3 separate regions of the Mus musculus genome follow, and regions 2 and 3 are each linked to region 1. A link is a contact called in public HiCAR-type and promoter capture Hi-C data. All regions are on one chromosome and are shown on one strand. The core of a region is the stretch at or near the end of the contact, and the rest is flanking DNA. Distances in the headings are between cores, read along the strand shown. Region 1 holds the start of Zic4 (zinc finger protein of the cerebellum 4). Region 2 holds the start of Ctsh (cathepsin H). Region 3 holds the start of B430319G15Rik (RIKEN cDNA B430319G15 gene).

Evidence for each region. Promoter capture Hi-C pulls out the DNA fragments that hold promoters and counts their contacts. HiCAR-type assays count read pairs that join an accessible place to other places.
Region 2: a HiCAR-type map of astrocytes shows a contact between it and region 1, with 2.7 times the contacts expected there. The contact joins the promoter of Ctsh here to the promoter of Zic4 in region 1. A contact is called at or near these places in 1 of 39 promoter capture datasets (hippocampal neurons) and 1 of 115 datasets of contacts at active chromatin or transcription factors (astrocytes).
Region 3: a promoter capture Hi-C map of embryonic stem cells shows a contact between it and region 1, with 2.5 times the contacts expected there. The contact joins the promoter of B430319G15Rik here to the promoter of Zic4 in region 1.

Annotation. Positions count from the first base shown.
Region 1 is chr9:91,375,217-91,379,778 of GRCm38.p6, reverse strand. It overlaps Zic4 (zinc finger protein of the cerebellum 4), which reads right to left and starts at 1,807. Exons shown (of 3, transcript NM_001374749.1): 1 at 377-1,807. The coding sequence starts at 1,085.
Region 2 is chr9:90,052,012-90,056,573 of GRCm38.p6, reverse strand. Ctsh (cathepsin H) reads right to left here and starts at 2,307. Exons shown (of 12, transcript NM_007801.3): 1 at 1,940-2,307. The coding sequence starts at 2,024.
Region 3 is chr9:92,540,399-92,544,960 of GRCm38.p6, reverse strand. It overlaps B430319G15Rik (RIKEN cDNA B430319G15 gene), which reads left to right and starts at 2,092. Exons shown (of 1, transcript NR_029474.1): 1 at 2,092-4,562. Plod2 (procollagen lysine, 2-oxoglutarate 5-dioxygenase 2) reads right to left here and starts at 2,738. Exons shown (of 19, transcript NM_011961.3): 1 at 2,393-2,738. The coding sequence starts at 2,501.

The DNA.
Region 1 (4,562 bases), core at 558-3,057:
TGTAAGTGTGAGGCAATTGTTCCCATTTCCTTTAAGACTTTGGGGGAAGCCATGCTGCTTAAAATATGTCTTAAAACCAAACTACTGGGACTGGCGATATAGCCTAGGGTTCAATCTCCAGATCCTAAATAAAATCAAAGCTCTAAGCTAGAAACACCAGTTTACCAACAGGGACCCCAGAACTCTGGAGCCACTCTGCCCAGACAGCCTCCAGAAAACGGTGAGTCTAGGAGCAGAAGCTGTTAATTACCGCTTTATAAATCTGGCTCATGGAAAGAATACCAAAATACCTCCCTCCTCCCCTCAATTGGAACTTAAGAAAATTCAGACCCAAGGGTCTGTGTCCCAGGGCTCGCAGACAGCACTGAGTACTGACCTGTATGTGTTCGTTTGTGTATTTTGAGATTTTCTGATCTAGCAAAGACCTTCCCACACCCTGGGAAAGGACAAGGGAAGGGCTTCTCGCCCGTGTGCACGCGGATGTGATTTACAAGTTTGTATTTGGCTTTGAAGGGCTTGCCCTGTCGCGGACACTCCTCCCAGAAGCAAATGTGGTTAGCCTGCTCTGGGCCACCGACGTGCTCCACAGTGACGTGCGTGACCAGCTCGTGCATGGTGCTGAAAGTTTTGGAGCAGGGACGCGGGGACATCGGGCTGTCATCCCCTAGCCACTTGCAGATGAGCTCCTGTTTGATGGGCTGGCGCATATAGCGGAAAAAGGCTCCAGGGCCATGGGGTGCGGTGAGGTTCATGGTCAGGTTCATGCCGCCATAACCGTGCAGGGCTGTGGCTGTTGCCAGAGTGTCGCTGCGGGCCATAGGCCCTGGTGCAAAAGGTTCCGACCTCGCATACATGTCTCCAGGGATCCCCAGACGCAGGAGTCCGTTCAAAGGACGGCTGTGGGAGGCCTGAGGAGGCTGCTCGTGAAGGCCCGGAAGCACGGAGGGGTTCGAAGAAGCGGCGAGCTGGGGCCCATGGTGTCCACAGCTGCTACCTGTTGTCGAGACAAATAACGTGCATGAGAAGCGGTGGCGTGGGCTTCGCACTTTCCCCGGACCCCGGGGACACACTCTGCCCAGCCGCATCTAGGTTTCTGGCAGTCGGTGCTGGGATCTTGAGCCGGTCGGTGCCAGCAGTGAAGCTGGCAGACCAAGCAAAGTCAAAAAGCCTCCGCCTTCGTCCGGCTGGGCTGCAGTTCTGCCGAATCCCCTGCCGCGCCATGCGCTGGAAAGGGGTAGCGATAATGGGGTAGGTGGGAAAGGCAGCAGGGCTGAGTCTGTGGGTGCCTGGGGGCACGGCCTCTGCTGCAGAGGTGTAAGACCCTTATCTCCAGATTACTTTGTCCACCAACACCAAGGGGTGCTCCCAAGCCAAAGATGGAGATGATAGGAGGGGTCATTTCGGAGGTGGTGAAGTTGGAAGAGGTAGTGATTTTAAAGCGTCCTAGACGTGTATATAATAATTTCAATGTCCCACTGGGCCCGGAAAGGACCGCCTGCTGCACCTCGGTCTGGCAGCCACCAATGCTACTGCAGTGTGATAGTGCAAAGAAAGGACAACCGATAAAGACGAAAAGGGAAGAGAGAGAGAGGAGAGAGAGAGGAGACAGAGAGAGAGAGAGAGAGAGAGAGAGAGAGAGAGAGAGAGAGAGAGAGAGAGAGAAACTTATGCAAAGTGGCGGAGATTGTTTGTTTGTTTGTTTTTTAAGTTTGGGGTTTGCCCCCTCCTCCTTTCTGTTTTCTCAGTCTTTAATGTCCGTGTGAAACCCCGGGCACTACAGAGGCGGCGGCTGAACGCTTAAGGAAATGAATAGATTCGGGGCCGCGGCCCCGGGCCACCGTGAGAACAATTGCCTGTGTCGCCTATTGGCCGGTGGTCCGGACCGACGTCAGTGATGACAAGATCTCTCTCTCTCTCTCTCTCTCTCTCTCTCTCTCTCTCTCTCTCTCTCTCTCTCTCTCTCTCCCTCTCTCTCTCTCTCCCCCCTACTTCCCTCTCCCTCTCTCCCTCTTCCTCTTCCTCTTCCTCCTCCTTTCCTCTCCCTCCTTCGCTCCCTCCCCCAATCCCAATAGCATTTCACGCTTCTGTTGCTCATGCGCTCTGACCCAGGCACGGATTCTTTTCTTCCCTGTAACTCCCCACCACCCTCCTCCTTCCAGAGTGCTGAGCTTTGCCTCCATCTTCCTGGAGGTGAGCGAGCGGTGTTAGGTTATGCTTATACCTATGACGACTCCGGGAGAAGTTGAGCAGAGTCCTATGAACAGTTGAATACTCAGGTGCCTCCAAGAATTAGGAAAGTTTGTCTTTGAGCTTAAAGCACAGGGTCCAAATCAAGGCAGAAAAGTAGACTGCAGACTGCCTGGAGCAGAGAAACTCCTCCGGTAGCGAGCTTAGGACCCAATTTAATTCTTTCTTTTTCTGAAGTTCCTTCCCCCCCTTGTCTTTCTTTCTTCTTCTTCTTTGCTCTCATTTCCCCTAAGCCTACCCTGCATGTCTGCCGCACCTTGGTCCTGTTTCTGCTCCTTTATTCACTCACCTTTCCTCTTCTTCTCTACTCCTGCCAATTAGCCTTGCCTCTCCCTCCTCTCGGTGACTGGCAGTCCTAGAAGTAGAATCCCACCCTGACTAGAGAGACTGGACCAGAAGAGGTCATGAGGAGGGACTGTTCCAAACTCACTTCAGGCTCCCTGAAAGGTCTCTTTTCATCATAGCTCACATTTATCTACCCGCGGGTATTCTGGCTAAATAAATAAATAAACGGCTCAAGGCACACAAATACACAAATAGAAGGAACAGATCCTTTCCTTCCAGTCCATGGGCCAGGGGACTAGTCTGGGGGTCCTGAATTCTGTGCAGTGGTACCAGATGAAGGTTCCACCAGTGACAACTGTGATAGCTTCCAGTCTGTGGCTACTTGTTGCAGAAACTTTGACCTTAGTCCTTGCTCACTTTAGGACTCTACAGAGTGGATGGCACAGTTGGCACATCCATGGCCTTCAGTCTAGAACTACCATTATAGCTGACTGACGAAAACCAATTGAAGATTTCAATTTTGGCTCAGGAATGACTGACCTTGTCTGTCCTAGGATCAACTGCTTCCTGAGCTCAGGGCCCTGACTCTGTCCTTGTGCTCAAAAATGCCAAAGAAAGTTCTTGGATCCTCTGTTGACAAAGAACATGTGGACAAGACCCAGAAACCTTTGGGTTTTTAAAGAGAGTTCTAAAGATTGAGAAGAAACAACATCATCATCATCAACAACAACAAAAACAAAAACATAGCCCTTTAAGAGAAGGGAGAAGTTTGAACAAGTTACATGGAACACTAACTTAGAATTGATTTGAACTGGTCTCTCCCTGAGGGTTCCATGATTAGTAAATAAAGCCCCCCCCCTTCATTTGTTTTAATTTGTTGTTGAGACAAGGTCTCATGTAGCCCAGGATGGTCTAGAATTTGAATGACTTTGAATTCCTGCTTTTCCTACCTGCACTCTCCAAGTGCTGGGTTCATAGATATTCATCAGCACATATGAGTGAATGTAATGCTGAAAAGGGAACTAGGACTCCACCAAGGGAGCTACACTCCTGCCCCTTAAACAAGGCTTTAAAATATTTTTTAATAATTGACTTATTTTCTAAAGCTTGGTACATTCGTCATTCATCCCTGCTTGGGGCAAGGGATTTAGCAAGGGATTAACTTCCCCAATAATTTCTCTAGCTTTGAATAGTCTGTATCTCTCTGCTCTGCATTAGGGAAGACTTAGGAAATTACAAACAGATTCTGTGAGCACACACCCACACACACACACACACACACACACACACACACACACACACACAGAGAGAGAGAGAGAGAGAGACACACACACTAAGGAGAGGGAGAGACAATCGACTTCTGTTTCCTAAGCCAAGACCTTTCCTGACATTTTAAAATCTAGACTCTGAGAATTTACCTCTCACTCTGAAAGATTCATTTACTTCCCATAGGTAGCCCTTTAATGAGAGGTGCTTCTATCTGGTCCCTTGGTTTGTTTTCCTTTCCCCCTTTACCGCTAGACAGTTACCAAATTTCAGTGAGGTTTAAGTCTGACCTCTGAGAAAAAATAAAGTATGTATTCAGTTGGGTCTGAGCTGAGCCTCCAAAGGGCTTGAAACACAACATAGAAGCTGAAAACAGAGGTGTGTCCCTTCCTGCCCAGGTATTTCTATCCATCCGACTGAGATAGTAAACCTGAGTGCAGGTGCACTTATGCCATAACACAGCCCGGGAACTAAAATTCCTTTTCTCTCACCTAAACCTAGAGGGTATACAATTAATTGTTCAGGATGTGTCAAATTCGGGGTCCATTTTAACTCTGGTTAATTATTTGATTTGAATCAACATAGATTCTTAATATATATCCTGTGATCCAATCCCCATTAAAAAGCTTTGAATAACAATACAGACTGAACAGGGTTTTGTTAAAAAAAAAAAAAAACATTTTCAGCTATTTTCAGGACCCTTTGGAAGCCTGGTGAGCATGCCGAAAATGTTTGCTTCTCATTTTCACAGGAGACAAAATGCT
Region 2 (4,562 bases), core at 1,058-3,557, 1.3 Mb after region 1:
GCCACAGAATTCTTCAGTGTTGGTGGATGAAAGCACAGAGGACCTCAGACCCATCCCAAGTTTACTCTGATTTAAATGAAATTCATTTCATCAATTTATTTTTTTACATGTGTGTGCACAGTGTGTGTGTGTGTGTGTGTGTGTGTGTGTGTGTGTGCGCGCGCACAGTGTATGGTGCACTGTATACTCACAGAGATGTCCCAAGTTTTCCTTTCTTGCACTCCACTTTACTGAGGAAGGGGTCTTTAATTGAACCCAGAGCTCACCGATTCTAGGTAGTCTAGGTAGCTTGTTTACCCCAAAACCCTTCCATTGTTGCCTCCTGAATACAGTGATTACAGGTAGCTGCTATGTCTGACCAGCTTTTACACAGTTTGGGGGATGACTCTGGCTCTCAGACCTTTATACTAAGGGCTTTACAGACTGAGCTATCTCTTTAAAATGAATGTTTTTACATAGGGCTTGACACATGCCTGGAATCTCAGTAGTTGGAGGATAGACAAGAAGATCAGGAGTTCAAGGTCATCCTTGGCTAGTAAATGAATTAAAAACAGAAACCCAAAAAGGCTGGAGGGGCTCTCAGGGTCCCATCTCTGCCTGAGGATTTATAGGTTAGTTAATAGTTGTGGGGGTGGGGGATTGGCCGCGGAAGGAAAGATACATTTTCTTCAGTGGTGTAGTGGCTGGTAAGGTAAGGTGACCATGTTTTTGATAACCCTAATAAAGCCCAGAGGGTCACAGAAAGATACGAGGGAGGGAGGAATGAGGAGAAAAGGGGATGGGGAGGGGGAGAGAGAGAAAGAGAGAGAAAGAGAAAAAGAGGAGAGAAGAGAGAGAGAGAAAGAGAGAGAGAGAGAGAGAGAGAGAGAGAGAGAGAAAATGAGAGAGAGACTAAGTTTCTAGACTGATTTCGCTGATACAGTCTGAGTCCGGATCGTTTGGGATGTCTTCACACTGCCCGGGAGATCCCCAGAGACCCAAGTCAGCACAGCAATATGAATTTGCTACGTGGCATTTATCTCTCTCTCTGAAAGCCCTAGTTCCAGTGAGTTACAAAACCAAAAAGAAAGAAAGACAAGCTGGTAAGAGAAAGTAGAAATGGGAGGGGGAACAATAGAGGGTAATGAAGGCTGAAATATATCAGGATATATTATAAACACTCATGAAAATGTAATAATGAAACTTATTATTAAGTACAATTAATATATGCTAATAAAATCTTTTTTTTTTTTTTTAAAGGAAGTTTTGTGTGTCCTGCGGAAGGACCATCAGCAGGGCTAGGAAATCCCAGACCACCATCTACTCTCAGCCAGGGGCTTTGATTGACCGGCTCTTTACACTTAAAAATGGCTGGCGCGCTTTAACTTCTGTTTTCACTGTCCATAAATAAACATCTATTAGAACCAGCTACCCGTAGCTGCGTTCGTTCCACAGGTTCCAAAGGTTCGTTTGTAGCCTTTAGGAGTTGCTACAGAGACCAACGTTGTACACAGTAAAATATTTACTGGTTAGTCTCCTGCGGTTGCACTTTGCCAAGAGTTGAGGCGACTTTCCCGAGCCAGCTTTTTCCAGGCACACCACAGACGCTAGGGTTAAAACTTCTGTGGGTGCCCCATGTTCCGCAGGGCAGGGAGTCACCCCAGCACGGCACAGTCGGACTAATAACCCAGGCAGGGCGATCCCCGGGGAGGCCAAGTCCACGGAAAGTACAGGCTGGGATGTCCCGCTCCCTCCCGTGGTGGGACAGGAAAGTTTTGTGCCCTTAGCTGTCCGGCAGAAGGGGCTGAAGGCTTCTGTATCTAGATCTGAGCCAAAAGGACTCTAGGTACCTGCCAGCCTGTTCCTCGGATCACGCAAGACGCGTGTCCCCCGAGACTAGCCCGTCCCTGTTCTCCCTCCGGTGCCCTCGGAGCCCTGCGCCCCACTTTCTCCCTCCTACCTATGGCGTTCACGGTCAGCTCGGCGGTGGCCCCAGTACTCAGCAGCCAGGCCCCAGCGCACAGCAGCGGCAGCGCAGCCCACATCTCGGCGCTCACTGCCCGGTCCCACCGAGTGCCCTCTGAGCCCAGCCTGTGGAAAGGAGGTGGGGCGACTCTGGCCTCCGCCTAGGTGATGATGGTTCCTCTCCTGCCCCCTGTGGCCATTACACTCCTGCTCTTGGGAAGAAGGGTTCTCAGGGTCTGACCCTGAAGGCTAGTCCCTGCCAAGTGGGAGGAAGCGCAGCCTAATCCCCAGTTTCCTGTCTGTCCCCATCTCTGGTAACTCCGTCTCCGTGAAGGTTTCTTGAACCATAGCTCCCTGGCCTTCCCTATAGCTTGAAATGACTTAACCAGAGGGCTGTCTGGACTGCTCACCCCCAACAGGCATTTGGGTTGCTTCCAGGCATTTGCGTTGCTTCCTCCTCCTTCCTCCTTCTTCTTCCTTCTTCTTCTGTTTTGGTTTTTTGAGACAGGGTTTCTCTGTACTCACTTTGTAGACCAGGCTGGCCTTGAACTCAGAAATCCACCTGCCTCTGCCTCCCAAGTGCTGGGATTAAAGGTGTGCGCCACCACACCTGGCTCTTTTTTTCTTCTTACAGTCCCCATATAGCCCAGGCTGTCTTTGAACTTGTAACCCTCCTGTTTCAGCCTCCTTTACAAGTTTCTCCTGGCAGCCCATGGCATTTTGATGAAGGCAGAATGACCTTCCTCTCCTGAGATTCTTTGGTCAGATTCTGTCTTTCTAGTGCCGGGGGAAGAGATTCCAGAAGTCTTTTAGAATTAAGTATAGTAAGGTGGTTCTCTACCTGGGGGTCAAATGACCCTTTAAAAGGGGCCACCTAAGACCATCGAAAAACACAGATATTTATATTATAATTTATAATAGTATCAAATGTACAGTTATGACATAGCAACAAAAATAATCTAATGGTTTGGGGATCACCATAAAATGAGGTTGAAACTACTGGTCTAGTGGCTTTGACCAGTTTTCAGAATTCTATTTAAGAAGCCCTGAGGCTACGGATGTAACTCAGCGAGCATGGTCCATCATGCACAAGGCTCTCATATAAGCCTTGAATAAGTTCAATGCCTAGTACTCCTATAAACACACACACACACTCCCCCCCACCCCCCCCAAATAGCCAAATAGACAAACCGAACCAAAAGCCACCACACAAAGGCACGTCTTTCAGATACTCTGGACATGTGGACACTGAATCTACACTGATCGGTTCTGACAGGCCTGGAGTATGGCTCCAAGGACAGATAGTGTGCAAAGGGCTCCCATTTTAGGATATCTGACTTGATGTGTGTACTGGCTGGTTTTGTGTGTCAACTTGACACAGCTGGAGTTATCACAGAGAAAGAAGCTTCAATTGAGGAAATGCCTCCATGAGATCCAGCTGTAAGGCATTTTCTCAATTAGTGATCAAGGGGGAAAGGCCCCTTGTGGGTGGAACCATCTCTGGGCTGGTAGTCTTGGTTCTATAAGAGAGCAGGCTGAGCAAGCCAGGGGAAGCAAGCCAGTAAGGAACATCCCTCCATGGCCTCTGCATCAGCTCCTGCTTCCTGACCTGCTTGAGTTCCAGTCCTGACTTCCTTGGTGATGAATAGCAGTATGGAAGTGTAAGCCGAATAAACCCTTTCCTCCCCAACTTGCTTCTTGGTCATGATGTTTGTGCAGGAATAGAAACCCTGACTAAGACAATGTGTTTCTGAAAGAAAATGAGATTTTGTATCTTGTAATTCATGTAAAAGAGTTGTCTATGAGTCTAGGCCTGGGGCCGAGAACAAAGCAGAACAGACAGGGCTGTTGTTAAGACAGTCCTAAGAACAGCTTGATTGTACAAGCAGGGCTATCTTGTCTGGGTCAACACCACCTGGCCGGAACCTCCCCTCTGTCTACTGCCCCTTGACGCCAGGTAAAGTCATACATCAACTGGTTGCTATGTGAGCAAGATAAGCCCCCAGCCCACAGGAACAAAGTTCTGATGCCCTTTTTTTTTTTTTTTTTTTTTGGTTTTGGTTTTTTGAGACAGGGTTTCTCTGTATAGCCCTGGCTGTCCTGGAACTCACTTTGTAGACCAGGCTGGCCTCAAACTCAGAAATCCACCTGCCTCTGCCTCCCAAGTGCTGGGAGTAAAGGCGTGCGCCACCATTTTTTTGTTTGTTTTTTTGTTTTTTTCTGATGCCCTTTTGCTAACATGTAATCTTTCTGTTAATGTTTAAATAAGCCAATAGTGTGTCACTATGCTGAATTCCACACCCCTAAGCCCCTTACCCCATAAAAATCCCTAGCTTTCCTCTTTTTTTTTGGGGGGGGGTTTCGAGACAGGGTTTCTCTGTATAGCCCTGGCTGTCCTGGAACTCACTCTGTAGACCAGGCTGGCCTCGAACTCAGAAATCTGCCTGCCTCTGCCTCCCAAGTGCTGTGAGTAAAGGCATGAGCCACCACGCCCGGCCTGACCCCTAGCTTTCGAGCCTCGTGGCCAACATCCTTTATCTCCTGTGTGGGATGCATGTCGGTCCCTGTAGCCTCCCCTCCCCCAGCCTTAATGGTTCCACAGTTTACACCTGGATGGA
Region 3 (4,562 bases), core at 843-3,342, 1.2 Mb before region 1:
GTGTTGAACTCACAGCCAAAGCCAGGAAATTTATTCCAGAAGCACACTCACCGTCACAATGGAAAACTGCTAGAAGAAAAATGGCTTTTAAACAACTAAAACCTGCCATCCCAACTACTCAGGAAGCTGAAGTAGGAGGCTCACGTGAGCCCAGAAGTTCCAGAAAACTCTCAAAACTAAATGGAAGGGCAGAGTAGGACCTATAATCCCGCTGATAGCATTGTAATGTCACATTGCCTCTAGGACACCTATTTATCTTGTGCAGTGATTCTCAAGCCTGGATCATCTGCCTCTCAAGAGGCTGGCCTTTTGCTGAAGCCTTCTTTTGTTCCCTCTTTCATAGCTGGGCGCCACTGCCATCTAGTAGGTAGAGGTCAAGGAAAAAGCTAGACTTGCAATTCCTACAAAGGGGGTATGGCTCAAATTATCAAGAGGGCCCATTCCTTTTATGTGGGAGAGTGAGCACACACTGGTGGGGGGGGGGTTGCATGTGAAGGCATGAAGACAGTCTCAGGAGTCATCCCTCGGGTACCAGCCACCACCTCTTTTTGACACAGGATCTCATTAGCCAAGCAAGCTTTGCCAAGCAGGCTACACTAGGTAGCCAGTCAGCTCCAGGGATCTGCCTACAGTCTATTTCATCCTCAATGGGGTTATAAGCACAGGCCACCAGGCCTAGCTATTAAGTAGACCCTGGGGATCCAGAACTCAGGTCCTCACACTTTTGGTACAAGTACTTTACTAACTGAGCCATCTCCCCAGCTCTGAATATTCTTTTTACTGACCAGCTGGAACACATTGACAAATAATGGGGGGGGGGGGGGTTGTCACAGGTGATCTGCACTCTTGAAAGCCCACTCATCTAGACAACTTAGACCTGAAAGATTATTTATGTAGTAATATCCATGTAGTAATTTCCAGTTATACTACTTCAGGGATAAAACTTACCACAGCTGATAATAAATCTGACCAAATAACCAAACAATGCATCTTTTGCATCTATTAGCTTACCACAGAACATGTGAAACCATCTATCTGTGTGTGTAACCAGAATGGCTACTCCTCACTTGGCTCCATTAATGCAGAAACATTTCCAACATTTAGCTCATAACTGAACTCTGGGCCCACCTACCACCACAGAAACCATGTCTCAGATATTAACCATAGGCTTTATATGAAAAACATTCGTATCTCAAATCCCCTGCCTTAGATATTACAATCCCTTAAAATTTAACATCCAATTCCATGAAATGTAAAAGCTTGCACAGGGAAGTTTTTGTTGTTTTTTTTGTTTGTTTGGGTTTTTTGTTTTGTTTTGTTTTGTTTGTTTGTTTGTTTTTAACCTCAAATTTAAAGGTAGCAGCCTGGCATGGATATACTCTGTAAACAAGTGAGAAGTCGCATCGAGGTGGCATAAAATAGACAGAAGCTGAAGCCAAACTCTAAAATTAGCAAATCCTGGCGGTTATTTTTACTTATCAATAAAAGCTTTTGGTGTTTTAACAAAGACCGTTTTCAGAGTAAAGTCTTATATTCTGTCTCTATTCTCATTTATCTGTGTGATTTTTCTAGTACTATGCTGAAAGAAATACCTTTGATATGAGATAAAAGTTACTTCAAAATCAGAATACTCATACAGGTTCAGATTTCCCTGTGACTGCAGCCAACAAAGCGAGCACTGTTCCACAGAACCAGGTGCTTCTGAGTCCTTAAGTTTCACCTATTGCGCCATGAGAAAGACAAAAACCGATGGTTACAGGGTCCAACTGGACTTGTGCCAAGTGTTACCCTCTGAATTGGAATTCCAAGGTAGAAATGTTTGCTCCTCGCCTTAGTTTCCAGAGGAAAAGAATCTAATTAGTTACTATAGAATGCAAAATTAGCGCATCCACCCACTCATCACCAGAGTGCATCGGGTCATTTAAACGCAAGGCTCAGTTCCAGGGAGCTGAGCCCAGGGCCCAGAAGTAGAAAGGACCAAAGAACTCCCCTGCGCGATACAGCAGCGCTGCAAGTCCCGTTGAGACAAATAGGCGGCGGGGCTCTCCTCTGGCTGAACCCAGAAAGTTTTGTTCACACGAACTTGCCTCCAACTACTAGCTTTAGCTCAGCTTCCGAACACCGGCCAGGGCCAGGGCTCAGGGACGCCCCAAAGTGTAACGGAAGGAGGAGTGGGTGGGAGCACACTGGGTCCGATCGTAGCCGGGTCCCGAGCGCTGCGTGTAGACAGAGGCAGGATGGCAAGCTGCTTCCCGGGGCGCAGGAAAGGAGGTCCCTGCCAATCTCAAAGCAGGGAGCCCCGCGGCTAGGTCCCGCAGGGATGGAGCAAGCAAAGAGGAAACATGCCCAGTTCTCTCTAGACCGCCGGTGGAAACCAGCAAGCAGAGCTCACCTGCAGGGATGCGCCCGGGCGTCTCCTCCGCCACGCCCAGGCCGGCCGCCCAGGAGAGCAGGGCGAGCATGGGCATCAGCCGCCCCGGCCTCGCTCCGCGGTCCCCCATCCGCCCCTGAACCCGGGAGCCGAAGGCCTGTGGCGAGGACTTCTCGCGAGACGCTGAGACCCCGAAGAGCGCAGGACCAGACGTGAGCCCGGGGCTGGAGCGGAGGGCGGACTGGGAGGACTGCGTGGGTACCGAAGAGCACGGAGAGGATTGAGCGGACTTCGGCGGAGTCCGAGCGCAAGGAGCGGACGACGGAACCGGAGGCGCCCGCGGCGCGGGCTTAAGAGCAGCCAAGGAGGGCGGGGCCAGGGCCGGGGGCGGGGCGCTGCTCCGGGACCCCGCGTCCCGGGCTATCCCGGCTGCACCCCCACCCTCCGAGTCGCCTACGCCTACGTGCACCGCCTCACGCCGGGGCTCCAGGGAGCTTGCTTGTGGAACGTGCGCCCCTCTGCTCTCCCGGGGTTCCAGAAGCTTCCTCGGCACGCCCTGGCTAGACCTTCTTTCTCTACTGAACCCGGCGCTCCCGGAGGTGAGTGGTGACTGCGAGGGCTTCAGTCTGCTTGGCTGAGTAGGCGCTTGTCACACTCCCAGCTGTTCCTTCTGAACTTCGCCATCACCGTGTCAAGGAAGGCCATGCTTTGATTTTAGTCTGTAAACAGAAACTTTTCATTGTCCGGTGAACATCTCTGCCGCTGCTGGTGCCAGGAGAGCCATAGACTCTTTCCAGTAATGAAGCTTGTAAACCCGACGGAGTCCAAGCCCAGCTTGGGCAACCTGAGGCTGTGCTTTAACAAGATCGCCCTGCCAGGCACATGGAAAATTACTTCCGAAGATGTAGAGGAGCCATTCCTGGTCTCCTGGGAGCTACCTCCACTGCTTTGGGTTTTGATTAGTATGTCTATGCAAAGTCATTTGTCCTCTGGTTTTTACACTTTTAGTCCCAGGATTTAAACTGAGTTGTGCAGGGGTGAAAGTTTTGACAACTTTGTCTCACACACTCCGTGTATGCTTAAAAATGAAGAAAGAATCAAATTGACCGCGTTCAAGAAGCTCGTAGTTAAATCTTCCTGCAATGGGAGGAGAAAGGAAATACTCGTTCTAAGTCTGATTTTTTAAAGTTAAAATTACTCAAAGTTTATGATCACAGGTTTTGTAAAATTGGCATAAATTCAAGAGGAATACTAGCTAGCAGATTGAAAGCAGGTGGGAAAATGTGTAAATATTAGGAGTGTGACATTTAAAGGAAAAAATAATCATGAGACTGAGCCAGTCCTTGCTGTTTTGAAGGTCTTGGTGTGTCTGTCCTCCTCCCTCTTTTTAATAAAGGAAAATTGGGGAAACTTCAGACATGAGTAGAAATAGTCAAAGAAATGGAAACTGTGATTGCAGAAGAATGGAGTAAGGAAGAATGAAGTGAAACTTTTTTTTCTCTGAAGAGGGTCAGCTAAGAAGTGGATTCTTTTACAGTGTGGGTGGCAGGTGCAGCGTCATGAATCCAAGCAGGGGCAAGTAGAATCAGCCCTCAGAAGAAGGGCTGGTCATTTGGCTAAATATGTTTCCAGAAATCCAGACTTGGGCCTGCCAAGTTCCTTGAACTTGATTTCTTGCTTCCCCGAACCTCTGGAGTCTTCAACTTGCCTGGCTAGTGATGGAATTTCCATGTATGCTTAGCTGTAGAGCCTACCAGTAATTATTGGTTACCATGACAGTCTGTTGAGTCTCAAAGGCAGAACTTAAGAGCCTCTATAAAGCAATAGTCTCTGAGACTTTCAAAATAGCCAGACGCTTCAGTAACAACCTGAAACCAAATCCTTCCAGCCCTCTCGGGTTTCCAGCCCTCCTGTAGGCTGGAGTTGTCTACTCCACAAATATCTACTTCCCATGGCAAACACTCAGCTTCTTTAGCTCATCAAATCCAGATCTTACACCTAGTTTCTTTATCTTCATTAATGATCCTCTTACTTACATGGCTCCAGATTTTTGTCAATCTCTGCTCTCACTAGCACCAACCTAGAGGACTGTTATATTTTTCTTCACATTTTCTCTGCCTTCTTCCATTCATTCTTTCCTGCTTAAGTAACATACCTCTTGATGCCCTGGTTCAAGCTTTTTATCACTGGC